Linked DNA regions of Sus scrofa: region 2 is linked to region 1. A link is a contact called in public HiChIP or PLAC-seq data. All regions are on one chromosome and are shown on one strand. The core of a region is the stretch at or near the end of the contact, and the rest is flanking DNA. Distances in the headings are between cores, read along the strand shown. Region 1 overlaps LOC106506480 (a long non-coding RNA gene). Region 2 holds the start of PARP8 (poly [ADP-ribose] polymerase 8).

The links. HiChIP or PLAC-seq counts read pairs in DNA pulled down with a chosen protein or histone mark.
Region 2: an H3K27ac HiChIP or PLAC-seq map of alveolar macrophages shows a contact between it and region 1. The contact joins the promoter of PARP8 here to the enhancer-like site in region 1. A contact is called at or near these places in 2 of 5 promoter capture datasets (fetal skeletal muscle and liver), 6 of 47 Hi-C or Micro-C datasets (adipocytes, alveolar macrophages, embryonic fibroblasts and 2 more) and 1 of 2 datasets of contacts at active chromatin or transcription factors (alveolar macrophages).

What each region holds. Positions count from the first base shown.
Region 1 is chr16:30,251,619-30,258,706 of Sscrofa11.1, reverse strand. The region is part of intron 1 of LOC106506480 (a long non-coding RNA gene); the gene reads left to right. Among named protein-coding and RNA genes, the nearest start is that of PARP8, 50 kb to the left of the region's middle. Within about 2 kb of position 2,771, at least 5 of the 83 cell types and tissues checked have an H3K27ac peak or open chromatin away from gene starts, as enhancers often do. A contact at or near this core is called in alveolar macrophages and embryonic fibroblasts, where this site is marked.
Region 2 is chr16:30,303,425-30,310,584 of Sscrofa11.1, reverse strand. It overlaps PARP8 (poly [ADP-ribose] polymerase 8), which reads right to left and starts at 5,785. Exons shown (of 27, transcript XM_021076746.1): 1 at 5,445-5,785; 2 at 4,318-4,419; 3 at 3,296-3,350. The coding sequence starts at 5,475.

The sequences.
Region 1 (7,088 bases), core at 1,522-4,021:
TTTAGATGATCTAAGAAAAATAATAGTATTTGGGTTTTGTTTTTGATAGTGCGATAAGCCAATCTCTATACTAGCCTGCTCTTAGCAAGAACAGTAAAGTTATTGTCTTTCAGAGAGCAAGCTTCTTCATTTAGTTGAGACACTCAATGTTTTTGCTTTTGCTATGTATTTGAATAATTCTTTAACAAAATCTCATTTTTAATAATCATTTTGTCTTATTGCTTCTAATTATCAGTGTTTCTTACTCTTGTGCTTATTTATGCCTTTAATTATTCATTGTCTTTAGGAGCTTACAACATATATTCATATTTACATCCTCTGATATTTCTTTTCAAATTTATTATTTTTCCCCCCTAGGCTTGGAGTGTTAAAGAGTAAGCCTGAGTCAAGACAGTTGTGACTACTTATCGCACTGAAAGTCTAGTTATTTTTTCAGAAGCCTAGAGCAATTAGAGAGCTTGAGGTCACAAGTATACTTCACATTTAGCACCTCTGCTTTCTTTTTCAGTGCCTTGCTAGATTAGAAATAGCCCTTTGGACACCATTCTTTCACACTCAGGACAATACTGCCACCTGAGGAAATAGAAATTTGTAGCAACACATCTCTATAGTCTTAGAAAGTCTTTCAAGAGGTGCATAAACTAAGCACAGATGATAAATGATACAACATTTGTGGTAAAATAATCAAATTTCCATGTAAGAGTGGAGTGCAGAGTAGTGGACCAGCTTTAAATAACATGACCATTCCCCTTTGATGTCATTTTGGTTAAAAATGGAGTTGAGAAAGGCTTAATTACTTTGCCCTATTTGGAGAGAATTAAGCTGATTAATAGTATGATGCATTTAACTAGATATAGAAAATAGGAACATTTTCTGCATTTTTTATTGTACAGGTAACTACTAATGTTCAGATTGGTTTGGCATAATACAAATTATTTTCTGCCAGAAAGTAAACAATTTGTAAGTCAGAAAATTGTGTCAAATTCTGAAAGACACAAAGGATATCTTTAAGTTTACTATTTATGATTGTTGATTTGAAAATTAACTACTTAAAAACTTTGAGATTTATATACCAAGACTATGAGAATTCTGATACTTATGCAGTGTAACTTACTACATATTGAAAATTCATTCTTCATAAGGAATTGTTTTCAGAACTTCTTGTCTTCCTGTTCCCAGTAAGTAGCTTCATTTTGTGGTCACACAGAGGAACTGAGGTCTAATGTAATTCTTGTAGAATAGCGAACACACAGCTCCTATGACTAATCCCTGGGCAACAATTCTCATGTGAATAAAACAAAGGAACATTTTCTGACCTCTTCTGTTCTTTAACTTGTAAAGGTCATTGGATGCTACAGTCACAAAGCTGGGAACCCTCTGGGGACAAAGGGGAAGCTCTAGATTTCCTGGTCATTTGGGATAATTTGCTTTTCTCTTCATTTGCAGAATAACTGTCATCTGAAGACTCTTTTCTTTTTTTTTCAAAGAAGTGTCCCACCACCTGCTGCCTGTGTTCAGAGACCCACACATAAACACAGCCTAAAGTAGGGACACATTTACATGAACTTTCCCCCTCATTGATACTGGGAAAGCCCAGACCCACAGACCCTCTGGGGGAGTGTCTGGCTGCTATTGTCCAAGGTTTCTACTACCTCTGCTGGAAAATCACTGGTGGTGACACCTGGAACCAAACTTAGGGCTTTAGAAGAAGATGCATTTACTTAATTCTGCCCTTCACAGATGAACTCTCAGCTTAAGCTCCAGTACCTGATCCCTAGACAGACATTCAAGGGGAAAGTGGGCCAGGGGTAAAAGAGCCTGGGGTGGAATTGCAGGGGACTAGGTGAGACTCTTGTCCTTTTAGAAGATGTGCTTTCCCAGTGTGGATCCATCGCAGCTGGGATGCTGAACTGAGTTGGGAGCCCACATGAGATTCCTGATGTCAGGGTCCTTCACCCTGCAAACTCTATTGTCGATACTCTTTTTGAGACCACTTTTCCAAAATTTAACCCTCCAACTCAAAATGGTAAAACTATCAAGATGTCTTTTCTGCATACAATATTTTTAGGTTTCCTAGATAACCACTGGACAGCCCCAAAGCTCTGCTTTCTAGCCATATGCAAGAAGAAATAAGAAATAAAGATCATATTTTTGCATTGTCCATATTCTTAATTAGCACAATATTTTAGTGGGAGTTGTTCTGCTTTTCAAGCTCACAATATAAGAAAACCTAATTTTGAATAGTCCTAGATTACTTAACTGCAATAATTATGCATGATTTATTACGGCTATGTTGCAATAATTATGTACTTTTCAGATTGGATAAAGACATATTTATGGTCATGTGCAAAGACTGGTACAATACATATCCACCAATTAATTTTTTTTAAAATAGTCATATCAACTGGTGCCAATGATAATATATATTTTATGGGGTGAATTTAAAGGGCCTATAGATATATCAGAATTCTCCAACTGTCCTTACAATGCTTGTTCCTTTATAGTATTCGCTGATAAAAGTTTTCTTAAATGAATATGTATTACACCTCAAAAGAGAATTTCATTCTCTTCCATTGTGATATTGCTTGCTACAACACCAAATAAGCCAGGCCTTTCAGTCTGTTATCAACATCTCTTTTCTCTTTAAAACAAACCTAAAGGCCTCTAGAAGCAATATCAAAAGAACTTCAGTAAGAAATGCACCAGACACTGTAGATATTCTTGATACCACAGGAAATTGACTCATGGATGTTGCCCTCCCGAATGAGCTGACCTTCTCATAAACAATATTCTGACTATACCAAGTGAATGAGTCAGGATTTCCAAAACTTGTAATGTAGAAGCAGATGAATTCATGAAGGTAGACTGCATAGCTCAAGACAAGTAAAAGAAGTAATTGCTTGGGACTAAAGAGACTTAATAAAGCGATTTAATTGGGGTTAATTTAATTTTCTATTTTAATGAGCATGAAAGAAACCCCTTTTCTTTCTTCTGAATCTATTTCTAACCCTCGATTTAAGAGACTAAATGTGCAGAAACTAAATGGAGCATTCTGACTCTGAGTCCTCAATGTTGAGAAAAAAGTACCTTACGAAAGTTCTTCATACAGAATTGAAACTTGTAAGTTGCTAAGAAAAAAATACAAATAATGATTTTGTAAAAAATTATAATGTGCAACATTTGGCTTTGTCTATTAAAACATTCATAAATCGGTTATAATGGTTAAACCTTATACAAAATTACTTCTCCTCCCCCCAAATTACTTTTAATAAAGACCTTTATGTTTCATGATAGTGCAGTTATTTGTGTTGGTTCCATAAGAACTGGTCTTCTTTTCTACACGAATATCATTGGAAAAATCAAGTTTTTACTATTACTGTGCTACAAATTCCATTTAATTAGATGACAGATCCAATAATAAACACAAGTTCTATGTTTTGCATGCAGAAGTGATCCCTACAACATTCTTCAGGAACCTGACCTGATACTTGCTTATGAACTTGGGACTCTTAGCCCTAGAGGTCGGAAAGAATGTCACTTCTTGGCAGGGCAGAACAGTGAGAAATTTGGTTATCTTTTATAAAAAGGACACACTTAATATTACAAATATTGTAGATGAAATCAGGCGGGATGAATTGGATGGGCTAGTTTGCTCTCAACTGAGCTAATAAACATATAAAAATAAATGAAAATCATAGGGCTTTACAAACCTAATGACAGAAGTGAACTCTTGAATCATAGTATCATATTATTCAATTTAAAAAAAACAAAGAAGTAATTATCTATTGATCAATGTTTCTTGTTACATCTATGCAAATTAAATGGAGTCAAAGTAAAATATAAAATCAATAATACTGATTGAGAAAATTGTTAAGCAAATGCAGGTAGACAAATATGTCCTATAGGGGAGAAAACTTGACCACAAGGAGGACTGTAAAAGCAGAAGTGACACCTGGCACTGCCACTGTTGTAAGCACATGTATCACATCCCACCAGTGAAGAAAGAAAAAGAAAAAAACCCCCTCACACTTCACTATGATATAAATAATAAAAATAAAAGTCACTGTCTAGTTTTAGTCACTGAGTATTTCTTTAAAGTTGCTAACTTCTTGATGAAGACGACTCTATAGTTGACCTCTGCAATGCTATTGTTTAAAGAAATGTCATGAACTTTGTGAATATGGTAACCATGATAAAATTGGTTGATTTAGGGCATTCCCATTGGGGTTCAGTAGGTTATGAAGTCGACTGGAATCCACGAGGGTGTGGGTTCAATCCCTAGCCTCACTCAATGGGTTAAGGATCTGGTGTTGCCTTGAGCTGTGGTGTATGTCGCAGATGTGGCTCAGATCTGGCGTTGCTGTGGCTGTGGTATAGGCTGGCTCTGATTTAACACCTAGCCTGGGATCTTCCATATGCTGCAGATGCAGCCCTTAAAAGAAAAAAATAAAATCCTGATTTCTACCATGAATACACAAATGTGAGCTTGATAATCTTCATAATATTGTTTGTTTGCTTTAAAATACTCATTCTGTATTTTAATTTGTTGGGCTGGCTCTTCTGAAGTCTGACTTTCTCACATTTCTTTGCAAGTAAATGCCGCCTTCTATGTGTTTCCATATGCTTTTGTTTCTGAGCCTTCTTTTCATGCACCATACACACAAATCAGTAGGTGATGGAACCTGCAGCTATATTTGGGATTTTATGCTTCACTGTTCACTTTCAGAGGAAGAGAATATTTTTTTTCTAGTCTTCCTAACAAAGGACCTGAAATTCACCCAGAACCAATAAATGTCCTTTATATTTACCTTTACTTTTGGCAAGAAAGATTTAAATATTTCTAGCTCATTATTTCAGAACTCAATATTATTTCACTGCTAACCCTGATCTAATCTATGTTCTTATGTTGTCTTATGCCCCTATAATTGATTCAGTGACTCAGCAAGAGGCTTAATTTCTTAACAACTTGGGCCATGTGTTAGTTTTGTTATATCTCAGCCATTTTTCCCAGTAGTTTTGTACCACACCTCTGCCTGTCCACCTTCTATTTACTAACACAATTTCTAACACAATTCAAGTCAGTTTTACTCTTTGAAATACCTAATTTTAGGCCCTGCACAGATAGTTTGCCTGGGTTTGCACTGGTTTTTGGTTGTTAACATCCTTGGATTCTGAAAACATCATCTAAACTCTCCATCACCTCCAGCCAGGCCTATTCTCCCTGAGTCTGCTTTATAAGTACAGATTTCATTTCAAGTTCCAACTTCTTCACATCTAGTCCATTTCATGACAGTTAGAGAAGGTGTGCACTAATGTATGACAAATGGTAATTTAGGAGAGAAAACTGTTAATTCAGGGGGAGTTCAGGGAAAGCATTTTGAAGCAGAGTCAAGTAAGATCAGTTCTGATGATAGATAATTTATAGAGCATGTGGATGATGGAATGATGAAGTGGAAAATAAAGTAGCTATATACGACATTCCAAGTAGAAACAGTGTATGCAAGAACACAAAGGCAAGGAATGAGAGGGCCTTGACAAAGACAGAGAAATAATTCAGATTGTTTGGATCATCAGTGGGGCGGGTGGTGCTGGGCTATGGAAATAGTGGTTAATGTAGCAGAGCATAAGCACTGTTGGGAAACGTGACACAAACTGGGTGACTCATGCACAAGGTGACCATTCAACAAGGGGTGTGGCTTCTCACTTATAAACAGGGCTGAATGTCACTGAATGTTAAGGTCATCCTTCAGTTAAAATCTTACTGAAATTATATTGACCTCTGATGACCTTCAGAGAGCACCAGCCAGATGGATTGATGGTAAGAGAAATCTGAAAGGGCAACAGAGCAAATCTGTGCATGAATCCCTACCATGTCATTTATCTATGGCTTCAGCTCCATCCAGTGATTTGTTTGTTCTCACTATGGTCAAAACCCTAGGTACAACCCTATTGGAACTATAAATCCAGTCATAATAAATGACAAAGGGCATTCAAGCAGAAGCAAGAAGCAAAATATTTTACAAGTGTAAAGATCAACGGCATTAGCCCTTGCCCTTCCAACAAGCTTCCCCAATATTTTCATGACGCAGCCCTGCCTGCCTTCCCTCTAGTTGAGTAGGCTTCTACTATTTGCTAGTTTCCCTAATGGTGATTACTTGAGTCTCTGGTCCCCAAACTGATTCATCCTGTTCATTGAGAGCTGTCATTTTTAGACTACTACTAATACATATAAAAGAAGCTGAGTTTTTATCAGGTAATAATAAATAATTGAGAAATTGTCTTAGGCAGAGTTTCCTTACCTGGGGATTAGTTAAGTACAATATGAGAAAGGCCCAAAGAAATAACAACTATATTACAAAGAATATAAAAATACTTGGAGCCCGGAAATCATAAGTTTACCAACTAATTCGGTGACTTGGCTGCTTTTTCTCACCTGAATGGTAATGGTCTTCTTTAAAAAAAGCTTTTAATTTACATCACAAGGGGAAAGAGCTGAGTACACATTAGAGAAAGCTGATAGCAATCATCTCAAGTTTCAGTTTCTATTTTCTGTAAATTAACTGTCGTTTTTGTAAACAACCTTTTAATGTCTTCATAAAAGTGTTTCTAATCCTACTGGTTTAGCTACTGTATCAAATAAATAGCCAATTCCATTGGGGAAGGATTAAAGCTCATAAGTGAGAATCAATATTTCATTTGGATAATGGCTACAAAAATCCCAACTGTCAAAATAAAAGCGAGATTAAAGCCATGATAATAACTCAGAAGACAGAGTGAGGCAGAAGTGTGAACTAAGGGAAATGACTCAACACATTCAGGAACATAAAACTGTGGCCTCAATTCCTTCTGACAGCTGTTGTGCTATCTGCCCGCTACCCACGTAAAGTGTATAAACAAAGCACATGAAGGGGACCAGGATGACGTGTGGTCAAATGCTTTCTGGGCAATGGATCTGTCTCAGTATTATCTTATTAGTCAGACTGCACTATGGGAATTTTTATTATTCCTGTAAAGCAGTGTGGTCTAAATGAATGGAGCACTGAACTCTCAGCCAGAGACTTGAGTTCTGTCTAGTTCAGGATATGTCA
Region 2 (7,160 bases), core at 4,536-7,035, 49 kb before region 1:
ACCTGCTTCTCCATCACCTTAGTAGCCATCACCACCCACTCTAACCCTTCTGCTGCTTCTAACTGCACAAGTGCCTGCAGGTGAGATGAAGGGCTAGGCCCCCCAAAACTTTGTGGTCCTAAGGAGTTTACGGTCAGCCAACAAGGGAGAAAGAAAGAGGCAGGAGATCACAGCATGACAAAGTATAAGGAAGGAATTACTTTTACATACACTTATATATTGCATACAGCTGAAGCTTCTGGTTTATTGTTCTCAGCACAACGCTGGAATTGATAGGAGCCTAGGGCAGGCCCTGGACTGCTGATGGCTGTGTTGTTATTCCAAGGAGTCCAGGAATCAGAACTGGGACAAGGACCATTGCTACAATGAATTAATCTTGCCTTATATATATCACAAGTATTCAAACATGGAGACGATATTATAATCAATTCCTAACATTTAATACTTTTCTCATTGTTTCTCAACAATGAGAACTACAACTCTCAAGTAAACGGTCTGATTCCTTTTTTTGATGTTCAAGTGTCTCAAAGAGGTTGCTCCTAGAGGTTGGGAATACCAGTGTAGGGGAAAGGGCACAGGTCTCAGAAGTACGACAGGCAGGGTTTATAGGGCAGCTTCATCATGAACTGAGGAAACTTGAACATGTTTTCTAAACTCTCTGAGTCTCAGTTTGCAAATCCAAAACTGAGGATAACAACTCCATGAACTCTCCCATGGGGAGAACTAAGAGAACTCAGTCTTCCAGCTGATCATCTGCTCCCCTTCAAAAGTCCTCACCTCAAGTCCACCAGGCAGAGGAGCAAATGGTAACAGGCACTAGGCCCTGTGACAAGCTCTGAAGGAATGGCCAATTTACTAAGCCAGTGGCCAGCCCTGATACAGCTGCTTCTTGCCATTTCCTCTTATCCACAGAAGCAGTAAAACAATGTACATGTTAAACGAAATTTTCAGTATTATTTCTTTTTTTGAAGAGTAGTAACATGTAAGATTGTTTGTCTTAGAAGAAAATGTAATTATTCTTGGAAAGTGTCAGAGAGGAAATAGCATATGAAGCTTTATCTATGACTTGAACGAAAAATTATTCTTGAAAATTAATGTTCTCAACAATTTAGATGAAATGATAGTACAACAGAATTCAAGATAAGCCTGTATTATCTCTTCATGAGATGCCTACCTTTTTAAATTGAGAACTAAGTCTAGTTTACCCAAAATGACACTATTAATCGAATACGATAAGTACATTAAATCAATATTTGAATTTTAAATGCATGATTGACACATGGCAATGAGAAACACATAATAAATGTCAGATTCTAATGTGTTTAATACAGTTCTTGAAAACAGTATTTTTTCTTTCCAAAAATTTATTTTCTGCCATTAGCTACAGGGGAATAAAGGCGTAATCATTAAAGATATTATTACTACTATACTAAGACAATCTTTTATACATTGCTTTATTTTTCAAGCTTTTGGGAACACAAAGCGGTCACATCAACAACTGTACCAGTTATTTTTCTTCTTTAAAAAAGTAGGCTATTCCCTATTAGACATACAAGTCCCCCAAGATTTAAATCAGGGACCGAAGAAAAAACTATCCCCTAGGAAGATGACATAGAAGAGGAAACATCTCTTACTTTAAGTGCAGTCACAGCATTTGTTCCTACCGTGAAAACTGATATTATCTCAATTAGTTAATTATTCATCCCAACATCCAGGCCCTGCTCTTGGAGGCATTCACACCTTCTCCACCTCTTGTAATGTTAACATTAGTTCAGTAATTCACTGATTAAAAAAAAAAATCTTCCTGCGGTATCTAACAGATCTTAGAGATTAAGTTCCCCCCTCCTTGTACAGATAAGTAACCTGAGGCCAAAACAACTCAAGTATCTTATTGGAAATAATAAAGCTGATTAGGTGAAAAGCTTACCCAGGACTTTCTCAGTTCACACCTCTCAGAAGGGGAGCCAAAACAATTGTGAAGCAGCTATAACTCAAGCAGATATTAACCTGACTACACAGGGAATGTCTTCAGTAGGCCACACATATTAAAATAACCCAAGAGCTTATTAGTCATACACCAACATCCTTCGGATAGTTGCATGAATTTAGCTGAATCTCCTCTAATTTAATTATTCTCTTTATTCATACAAAAATGATGGTACTATAGGACTTCCCCTGTGGCTCACAACAAAAATGATGGTACTACAGAAAATTGAGAAAGACCCTGATTTTATTCTCCTCCAATAAGCACATATTATTTATGTTTTATTCTCAACTATTAAATCAAATCAATATACCAATCCTGAGGCTTAGGCATACTGTGCATATGGGAAACTGGATAACTGCTTCAATGAAAGCTTTTTTAGGATGCACACTGCAACACAGATCCTAAGCATTTTTAAGATTCGTATTAATTCCAAGCTTTTAAAAAATGTATTTCCAGAGGAAAGGTTCTTTTGGAATTTATATGTTCATAAATGTTTCCATTAGCTAAGAGATATTTTGGAATGTGATCAAATCATATTGAAAGTCAAGCCCTAACTTCAAGGCTAAATCTCTGACAGTTCTTACATGTGGCCATGGTTCTTTAAAGTCTCCAAAAGACACAATAGGGAGAAAATTCTACCTTCCAAGTGAAGATAGCGAGGTATATTTTAATGCTTACTTTTCAACTCTTTCTCTTAAACACAAAATTGAATTTGGGCTTCTTTCACACCATTAACAATTTAGTATTTACACGTGCATCTCATTCTTCCTACTCTAGAAAGAAGTTACACACGCTCAAGCTACATATAATTCCCAAATTCTTCCCAACTATGAAAACTCCTTTAAAAAAAAAAAAAGTATGGAGAATTGGCAGACTGAATGTTTATGTCAACCTTCAGAAAACATGTAAATGTGCAGCCCCAACTCATCAGAAAAATCGTCACATGTGGATCAAACTATTCGGTGACATCTGATGCCTTTTATGCCCAGTATTCAGGTTTTGTACTCGCCTGTGTCAACCCCTAAAGCCTCAAAAGCAAGCTACTACCGTACAAACAGCTTTAACACGAAGAGTGTGAGAGTTCTCTGCTTTTGGTCTGCGATGTGATCTTAGAAACACTTGAATCAAACACAATTATTTCCCCTCTGCGATTTAAAAGCAAGGGACCTTGGTTTAGCATGTGGCCAAAGAACAGCAACAACAGCAGAAGAAAAAGAAGAAAAAAATACCCAAACACGGAACACGGTAAGAACAAAGGAAACACAAGCCTCTGAACAGGAAATGAAGCAACTCTATACACATAAATACCTTTTGGGGCCGCCAATGTAGGTGAAAGTAAAGGTGGAGTCTGAGTATCTGAAATCTGAAACGGAGAGTCTTGTTAAGAAAAGCTACACCTTGAGTGGATTTTTAACCCTGGTTATGACTTGGACCCCCTATCTGATGGAGCCAAGGGGAGGCCTGGCGGGGTAGGAGGCGAGGGCTGGAGAACCCCGAGGTCCGCTGTCCCGCCGCGCAGGAGGGGGATGCTCCGCACCCAGAGCAGGGTGCAGCGGGAGGCCGCCCCCCCGCAACAAGTGCCGGGTGCCATGGCAACGGTGGGAATTTCCCGGTCGGGGCAGCCGGAAGTGGCCCACGCCGAGCTCGCGGCCGCAAAAGCAAAATTCAATCCCTCTCCCCCGGGAGCAAAATGGACGAAAGGCGACCCCCAGGCAGGGTCGCGGGGTGCCTCGGGAACCCCGGGGATCCCTTCCCTTTCCGGGGCATTGCATTGCCAGTCGGAGGGGACTAGAGAGAACTAAAGGGGCCAGAGATCCGCACAGCGCTGCTCCCCGGGGGACCTCGGCGCCGGCGCAGCCGGCCAGCGCGGCGCGGCGCGGCGCAGCGCAGCGGGCTCCATTCCCTGCCGCCGCCACCGCCGCCGCCGCTCAGTCCATTGCGCAAACCCGGCGGGTCCTACCCGCTGGCTGGGTCGCTGCTGCTGAAACCCTAGAGGCGGGTTTGGACGCTCCAGGAGTCCACAGGGGCTAAAAATACAATGCACGGCCCCTCAGCCTAGACCCCCGCTCGAGAGACCAAGGTTCTGCCCCCAAAGCTGGTGGCCGCCCCACACAGGGGGGAGGGGAGAAGGGGAGAGGTTGGCGCCCCCTCCCCCTTTTGGCTCCCGCTCCCGCTGCAGCAGCTGTTGCCAAATGAACCCCGGAATGGGGACGTGCTACACCCCCCATCCTCAGCCACACACGTCGTGTCCAGAAAACTGGGAAAAGGGGTGACGGGCAGGCAGAGGAAACAGGCGCTGAGACTAAGGCTCTGGAAAGGCGAGAACTCACCTGCAAACAGACAGTCCTTCTCGGCTCTGGACTTCTGGATCACGACGTCGATATCCTTCTGAATTCGCTCTTGCCTTGAACACATCCCCATTAAATAAATCCCTGGAAAAGAAGCAGCCGCTATTTCCACCCCACTCCACCCCCCTCGCACGCTTCCAGCTTTCGTAAATATTCAGTTAAAAATGAAACCTCTGGCCGAGGCAGGGGCTGAAGGCGAAGTGGTTTCGGAAGTGATCCTGGGTGAGAGAGGAGGAGGAGGTGGTGGAGGTGGAGGAGGAGGAGGAGGAGGGGGAGGTCGGCTTTGCATGCCCAGATGTGACCGCCCAGCTGCTGCTTGCCGCTGCTGGATTCCAATTTCCTCCCCTCCTGACAATGGATGGTGATGACACGGAGTCTCACTTTCTCCCTCCCCCGCCCGGACCAACGGCCGTGGGGGGCCGAGGGTGCCGGAGTCGGCCGGAGAGCGATCACCGGCGGGGCGGCGGGCGCCGGCGAGGGGCGAGCCCCGCTCCGCCTCACGCGCACACACCCCTCGCGGCCCTCACGCCGGCCTTCCACACCCGCGCACACTCGCGCCCGCGGGCGGCGGCGGCTGTGCCGAGGCTGCTGCAGCGCCGCCCGCCGCAGACCCTCCCGCGCCCGCCGCGCCCGCCGCCCGGTCACCCAGTCCCGGCCGCGGGGGCTTTAATAGTATCCGCCATCCGGGCGCAGGCTGGATTCCCCAGCACGACCGCCGCTCGCGCCGGGGGCGAGTGGGAACGTCGGTAGTGAAGACTCCCCGGGGCTCCCAGCCTGCCCCCTCTCCTTCCAGCACTTTTATGAATTCGACTCCACTTTCGGAAGGGATTATGAGTCACATGGAAAACCCAAACCCGAGTGGCTGGGAGCGGGGAAAAGGGAAAAGAAATATCGTTTAAAATGGAAAATAAATAAATAAAACGAACAAATCCTTCCTTGTTGCCACATCAGGCAAGATGGAAAAAGCCTTGAAATGACTCCAGACGTACACTCTCCCGTGCCCTGACTGCCAGAGTCTTTTTCTCCCTGATGGAATTAGCTCAGCCCCTTCGGAGCGTCCTTTAGGAAACACAGCCCCTTTTGGGGGACTTCTACTTGCAGAGACTCACCAGTTCTTCCCTCCTCCGTATTTCCGTCCATGAAAAATTGGTAGAATCAACTGGTACGTGCCAGGGTCTCCCTGAAGGATGGATATCTCTTTGGCTTGCTTTAAAAATCCGTGGTTTTGGGTGGGTTTTTTGTTTGTTTGGCCAGTCAGTCACCGGAAAGCTTCTACAATCTTGTTGTCTTATTTAGAAATGAGATACTGCCCTGACCCTCACTTTCTGTTCTGCCTAGGGACACCTTGGGCTGATGTAGCTGTTCTGTCTCTATACTGCCATATGCCCTAGGACAGGCCTCCACCAGCACTTTGCTTGTTGATCTTTTCTCCCCTGGGATGGCCTCCCTGAGCACACCATGTCTCACTCACTTGGTTCTGCATCCCCAGTGCCTGGTGCAGTGTCTGGAATGTAGGAGGCAGGCTGAGGTGTTGGCTGAATATGTGAATGGTCCTGCCTTGCAGCCTTTTTTCTTTATGGATAGTTTAGCTTCAAACCCCTTCTTTATCAGTACAAGTACCCAAGAGTTGTCAAACTGTCTCAGACCCTTAATTGGTACAGTGCTGATGCTGACAGTGACAATGTGTTGTTTAGTAGAAGTAGGAACAACTGTGGTCCTTGAAGGATTCTTAAAGACTCTAGAGAGACAAAAGTAATGAGAGATCATATGCTCCCAACTCTTGCAAAAAGAAAGTTATCTTACAGAAAGAAAACACCAAATGATTTGTCATACAGCCTAGAACACACCATGTTAGTTGTGAATTGTAAGAGGAAACATTCCTCTATGTCACCTGGACCACTGCAGTCTTTGATGTAGGAGAGGCACAGTCACACACCTGAAATGCTTCCTGACCAGGGCAGGACAGGTTCAAGTCCTTCCTGGGGAATGTGGCTTTGTCTATGCCCCTTGGCTACCAAAGGCACTTTCTTCTCTTCTCCAGAACACTGAAAATCGTGTGTACTTCCTCCTTCCATTCTGTGCTCTAACTTGTCTAAAAACTTAAAATCTGTTAACTCACAAGAATTTATTTTCTAGTTGTCTGTCTCCCAGGAGTGCATTCCCAAAGTAGTGCTCTTACTACAAATAAATTTAAAATAGTCTTAAAGCTACCAATTTTTTGTTGCTTTGTTTGGTTTTGGATCACCTCTTGGTTTACTACTCACTCATAAAATAGGCCTTCTTGTAATGTCCTACATTTGATTTTTTTTCAAGCTTCACAGACTGCCCTGTATTTGTTAAACAAAGCTAACCTCACTCTGTTCATGCCCTTAAGGTATGATATATTTAAATGTTTTTAAGTTTTAAGGGATTAGATAAAAAAATAAAAACTAACCCTTCTATCTAGTATGCATTTCTATTAAGTTTCTCTATTAGAGAAAACAAACTATCAAAGCATCAGTGTTCCCATGCTAGATCTTTATGGTAAGATTCTTTAAATTCTGCTCACAGCCAGTATCCCATTTACCCTGTCTCATTTCAAGACTCTTATTTAAACATTTAGATTATTCGTGGTCTTATGAAAAACTATTTGCACCCTTGAGATGAGGTTATATCCCTGCCTTAAACACTTGTGTTTACACGAACACACATACTCATATAGACTCAGGAACATAGTGCTTAGTAAGCCCTTAATCATTTTGTTAAAAAAATATAAATCATTATCCGTGAGGAGAGAGAACTTCTGTGGTATGCCATAGGAATTGGAAATAATTATTATGTGTTGG